Linked DNA regions of Sus scrofa: region 2 is linked to region 1. A link is a contact called in public Hi-C data. All regions are on one chromosome and are shown on one strand. Each heading gives the region's core, a stretch centred on a gene start, on an enhancer-like site or on the middle of the called end of the contact. The rest is flanking DNA. Distances are from core to core; before and after follow the strand shown.

The links. Hi-C and Micro-C count contacts between places; a contact is called where the count stands out from the background.
Region 2: a contact with region 1 is called in a Hi-C map of alveolar macrophages, with 1.7 times the contacts expected there. The contact joins the enhancer-like site here to the promoter of ARHGAP22 in region 1. A contact is called at or near these places in 1 of 5 promoter capture datasets (liver), 9 of 47 Hi-C or Micro-C datasets (alveolar macrophages, blood, fetal heart ventricle and 3 more) and 1 of 2 datasets of contacts at active chromatin or transcription factors (alveolar macrophages).

The regions. Positions count from the first base shown.
Region 1 is chr14:89,330,010-89,332,861 of Sscrofa11.1, reverse strand. ARHGAP22 (rho GTPase-activating protein 22) reads left to right here and starts at 1,474. Exons shown (of 11, transcript XM_021073072.1): 1 at 1,474-1,704.
Region 2 is chr14:89,375,570-89,378,421 of Sscrofa11.1, reverse strand. All of the region lies in intron 2 of WDFY4 (WD repeat- and FYVE domain-containing protein 4), which reads right to left. Among named protein-coding and RNA genes, the nearest start is that of WDFY4, 24 kb to the right of the region's middle. Within about 2 kb of position 1,346, at least 10 of the 83 cell types and tissues checked have an H3K27ac peak or open chromatin away from gene starts, as enhancers often do. A contact at or near this core is called in alveolar macrophages and liver, where this site is marked.

The DNA.
Region 1 (2,852 bases), core at 225-2,724:
AAAGTCCCCCTAAGAATTCTTCATTAAATGCAATTTACAATATGGTTCTGACTGAGCTTGTGACGGCTAGGGTTCAATGGCTCATTGAACAGAGGTCTCTAGAGGGTTGTTGTGTGACCACCCTGATTTCTGGGGGCTTCTAAAGCCCTCAGAACCGCTACACAGAACCCTGATTTTATGGAAGCCAGTGAGCTCACTGATGGTGCCCAATTCCTGGTGAGGGTTGTGGGTCACCACCCAGTCACCCCACCACCAAAACTCTCCCAAGAGGAAGCCCCATGTGGGCTGCTGGCTCCCCTGGAGACCCACTCTACCAGAGCCCTAAGTGCCACACATGAAAGAAATTCTCTGCCAGATTCTCTGCCACCTGCTGCCAATTGGGTTTTAAATACGGACAGCGACTCTGGCACTAAAATCACCTGAGAGTGTTTGAGTATAAAACCTTCTAAAATGGTCTTATTTTTAAATTTATCACATTAAATTAAATTGCACAATTTATTAGACTGTGCAGGAATCCCAGTTTGAGAACCAAATACTGCCCTAATTAAAGCTGCTGCTGCTGATGGAGGAAACGAGCCCTTTCTAGATCCCTGTTAAGTGCCACTGGCTGCATCGGGGTGTGAGGACCAGAGCTGAGCACTTAGCTGAGTTCTTTGCATGACTTACCTCACAACAGACCCTGGAGTCAGCAGCATTATTCTCATTTTACAGATGGGGAATGGAGTGCAGGGACACAGTGCAACTTACCCAGGGGCTCAGCTAAGAAGTGTCCATGACAGGACTCAAATTCAACTTTGCTTGACTCTAATGCCCTTATTCTTTCCACACCAGCTCCACCACCTCCCCCAGCAGGTCTGAACAGAGAGTTAGCCCTCCTCCATTCAAGCACAGAGAAGGCCTAGTTTGCTGATTGCCAACTCAATTCCCAGTAGGAGGGTCCAAGAGCAGGACGCTACACCTGGCTCTTCAGAAAGCCCTGAGTTCTGTCCTTGCAGCAGGACCTGTACCAGCAACTCCTCTCCACCCAGGTCCACCCTGCCTCACTCCCAGGAGCCTCCAGGGGCCAGTGGGAGGTTACCGCATACTTAGGGTGGGTGATCACCTGCCTCTGCCATCACCACCTTCCTGAGGCTGGCCTGACCGAGCTTCTACCCCAGCCCTGGCTCTGCCCAGATGCCGAATCAGGCTTTCCAAGGCTACCAGGCCATAGCCGGCCTCCCCTGCATTCATCAGGGAGGAACAAGAGTGGGGCCATTCTGAGTCCAGGTGAAGAGGAGACCGGCCCACCCTTGGAGAGAGGGCTCTCTGTCCACCAGAGCTCCACTGAGAGGCAGATCATGGAGGGCCATCTGCCTGCTTCCCTCCTTGGCCTTGGCTTTCGAATCAACTGGCCTTTATTTCAAATCGCAGGGATGTCGCTTGTAATCCGTCACCTTGGAAAACGCACTGAACCTTTCTGATCTCTTTCCCTATCCACAGAATGGGGGAGATTTTGGTGATGCTGGAACTTTGGGAAGTGGTTCAGCTCCTCCCTCCGCAACCTGAGGGCTCCTCCCCTGCTAATGACTTCTCCAGCCCCAACTTCCTCCCGGTACTCAAGACAGAACTGAGCAGCGCAGCACGGAGTCCAGCTTCTCAGAGGAAGACTGTGTAGGAAGCCCCAGGAATCCCGTACACCTGCGAGCAGCCCATGGCCCGGAGAAGGTGAGGCTGCAGATCAGGGTGGGGCGATTTGGGGCTTGGGGGGTCCTGAGGCAGGGAGGAATGCGTACAGAGCTGGGGCTGTGAAGGAGGCAATTGTCCAGGGGCGTGGGAGACAGTGCCGGCTTGTGCCCACCAGGGGGCGCTCTGCACCAAGTCAAACTCCAGGCCTGCCGCCGCGAGCCGCCCAGCCCCAGCCCTTTCTGGCAGAGGTCAGCCTCACTGGGGAAACATTTCTTGAGCAGAGTCTGCGGCAGCCTCTTAGCAGGCCAAGAACGGCCATCAACGCACCATCCCCGGAGGCACCGAGGAGCCAGGGAGCCTGGACCTGATTGATAATGTTCCGCCTGGGCAGCTTCCTCCTAGTCCTGCCCGCTGGTCACATGGGGGCTGGGGGCAGGGCCAGGACCGGCAGGGCCCAGGGGGTGAGAAGAGGGGGCAGGGAGCCCAAGGTGCTCCCTCCAGCCAGTGCCCTGAAGAGGGATCCCCAGGCAGGTTCTGTGCAGCGGAAATGGAGGTGTCCGGCTCCTCCGTACCAGGTGAGCAGACCCTAGGCCGGGCAACACGCAGGAGGCTTTTCTGGAAGTCTGGGCGCCCCCCCCTGTCTGCCAGGGCCCAGGTGTCCACTAGGTGATGGGGTGCTCTTTACCCAGTGCCCACACACGCTGGAAGCCAGGGGGCCCTGTGGGAGATGTATGAGGAGCCTTAAGGTGAACACATGGCTAGGCCAGTCCAGGACAACCGGGACCATCTGTCCAAGTTTGAAGAATGGGGCTGCAGAGAATGCCAGAGCAATCTGGGTTCGAATCCCCCCCCCCACCTGCACCGTGTTACACCGTGTGGCTTAGGATGACTCGCACAGTTCCACTGAAATAGTCACCTCTGGGTTAATTTGAATCAGGTTAATGTGTGTGGTCCACAGTGGGTGCCTGTTAAGTACTTGCTGTTGATATTAACAATACCTGTGGGTGCCTATTAAGTGCTTTCTAGCTGTTGATATTGATAATGCCTGTGAGTGAGGTGATGCCCAGGTACAGGGCTCTAGAAGGACCTGGTGTTCCCGCACCTACTCCCACGGTGAGCCCGTTTGCTGGGGCCGGTGCCAACTAGAACTGCTCCTGGCTGAGTCATCCCCAGCTGGCTCTCCATGG
Region 2 (2,852 bases), core at 97-2,596, 46 kb before region 1:
CAGATTCCCTTTCCTTCCCAAGTTGTCCTACCTCCCAGATTGTCTGTCCCAGATGGTGAGGAATTTTTCACTAATTGCAAAGGATTCCCTGTCTCACTGCCTGCTTTCTCTCAAAGTGCATATTTTAAGAACAGTCTTCAACAGTTACATTTATAGCTCTAGCTTTCCCCTATTATTACTAAATATCTCTATGCAATGAAAAGACCCATATAGTTCCCTTTCCTCTAAGGCAAACACAGCTGAAGGCAAACAGAACCTACCCATGCTTATTAGAAGAATGCCTTCTTCCCTTGGTGTGAGATCCTATGATAGGGAAGGCTCTAGAAAGACCAAAATCCAAAGCTCTTGGCAGGGAAAGAAAAATAATCAGTTAAATCCTTCCTGCAAGTGCTGCTCTGCATTCTGGGAAGTCATTGTCTCTGTGCTGCTTCCCGTGTGATGTAATAAAACTTCTTCCTTGTCTGCAACATTCTGGAGTCAGCTACCCAAAGAGTGCCTGTGCAGGGGGTAGGATACTTTTTGTACCCAAGGGGACATGGATACTAGTGATAGGGATGGAGTAGACACAAGTAGTTTTAGAAGTCCCAATAAAGGACCACAGATAATGAGGGAAACTTAGGGGACACTGGGAGATCACTGTAAGTCAATAAATTGCTCAAAAAAAGCCATCAGAACAAGGCAGGCTTGCTCCCTTAGTGGAGCCTTGAGAATTGCCTCAGGTCATTAGGTGGGGGATGGGATGAGGTCTGCATTCAGATTCAGACCAGGGGTAGGAGTTTGAGGACAGCCCTTCTGCTCATTTGAATACGCACCTTACCAGATACCCAGGAGAAGCCAGTACTCCCAGAAAGGAAGAGGTGGGCTTTTCCAATCCCCACTCCCCTTGGATGATAAAAACTGTAGCCCACTGGATCCTGGGGGCAGAGCTTCCTTGCCTGCCTGCTGGCATCTCTCACAAGCTGGCATCTCTCACAAGCGTCCTATCCTAATAAACCTATTTCTTGCCTATCACTTTATCTCTTGCTGAATTCCTTTTGCGTGGAGACATGAAGAACCTGAACCTGAGTCCAGACACAGGGTGAGTGATTCTACTTTAAAACCTTGAGTTTAAGTCCCAATCTGGGTTTAGGCCGGGATCAAGTCCCAGTGCATGGATTCAAGTCCCAATCGGTGTTCTGGCTAGGTTCAGGCCGTTAGCACTGCCAGTTTCACTAGCTAGGCAAAGCCATTGTCCAATAAATCATGGGATAGGAAAAAGAAACCACGTGTGCTCTGTTCTATGAACCTCAGCATTGTCCAAGGGAACCCAGTGGTTAAGAACACAGGACTTGGCAGACTGCTCAGGTTCAGTTCTGCTCCCCACTAACAACCGGGTGACCTTGGTCAAGTTTTGCAATTCTCTAGACCTCTCTTTCCTCATTTATAAAGCTGGGATAAAAATAGCACCTACTTCATAGGGCTGTTATGAGGCCTTGTAAACACCAAGCAAAATGCCTGGTTTAGTTAGTTAGAACTTGGTGAACATTACTACTTACCACTAGTGCAAGTAACCACTAGCCCTGGCTTTGACCTGGGAAGGGAAGAGACAGAGCCTGGTGGAGGAGGAGAGCCTGCAGTTCCTGGTGAGAACTTTGTTTCTGACTCAGCCTGCAGCTCCCTGCTGGGATTCCAGTGCGTAGAGACTCTTTATTACCATGACAATCACCAAAGTGTCCAGTGGGTTCACTCCTTAACAATTCTAGAGTTATTCTTCAAGCCAGAGACAATGGGACTAGAATTTACTATAGAACCAACCAAGCCACTCTTTGTATTTGCCTAAAGTTGATGCAGATTTACATGTAAACAATGACAGGGATAAGGGATAAGTTCGTCCTCTGTGTGGTTGGAAGAATCACATAAAAGAGAAAGTCAAAGAGGCTGAAGGGAAGTTTTGGGAAAGAACATTCCAAAGAAGCAGCTCTGAGGGAGACTGCCTCACAAGACCTGTTGTCAAATCTCAAGACTTACTAAATCAAGGCAAGTGACAGCCACTGAGGTGGGGCATGCACCGCTGTCAGCCTTTGCCAGAGCCCTAAATACACATGGACTACCCCTTTTATGCTGGCTCTGACTGACAAAGAGTCTGGATAAGATAGGCAAGATCCCACAATCGAGGGACATAGCCTTTCCCAAGCAAGAGCAACACTTCAGAATCTTTGGTGTGCATTGTCTTAAAAGGAAGAATATTCCAGATCGTCCTAATTTTCCTTGGATCCAAAGTGAAAAGAGCCTGGTATAGAGAGTTGAGCTCCACCAAACAAAGTAGCCCATCTTTTAGATGCATTCAGTAGTTTCAATTCAGTTGGGGCATGCTTTCCATGACAACCAATTCATGCATAAGGCTTTGACATTGATGGCCACATTTCATGGGAGATGGCATATCTTTTTTAAGTCCTGATATTTCTAAGGGGGTTCTTTATAGACAACTTGAGGAACTTTGTTTTATAGTTATAAAATGTAGAGCTACAAGCTTGACTTCTTACATAAGGACTTATATCCCAATGGCTTCTTCACTCTTCATCTACAGCTCAGATTTTACCTGCACTATACCCCGCTCAGCATGAAAAACCTCCCACTTTCCCCATGCTGCTTTCTGCTACCAGCTCTTTTTTTTTGGCTTTTCTAAGGCCAGACTCAAGGCATATGGAGGTTCCTAGGCTAGGGGTCTAATCGGAGCTGTAGCCACTGGCCTATACCGCAGCTCACAGCAACGCTGGATCCTTAACCAACTGCCCAAGGCCAGGGATGGAACCCGCAACTTCATGGTTCCTAGTCAGATTCGTTAACCACTGAGCCATGACGGGAACTTCTGC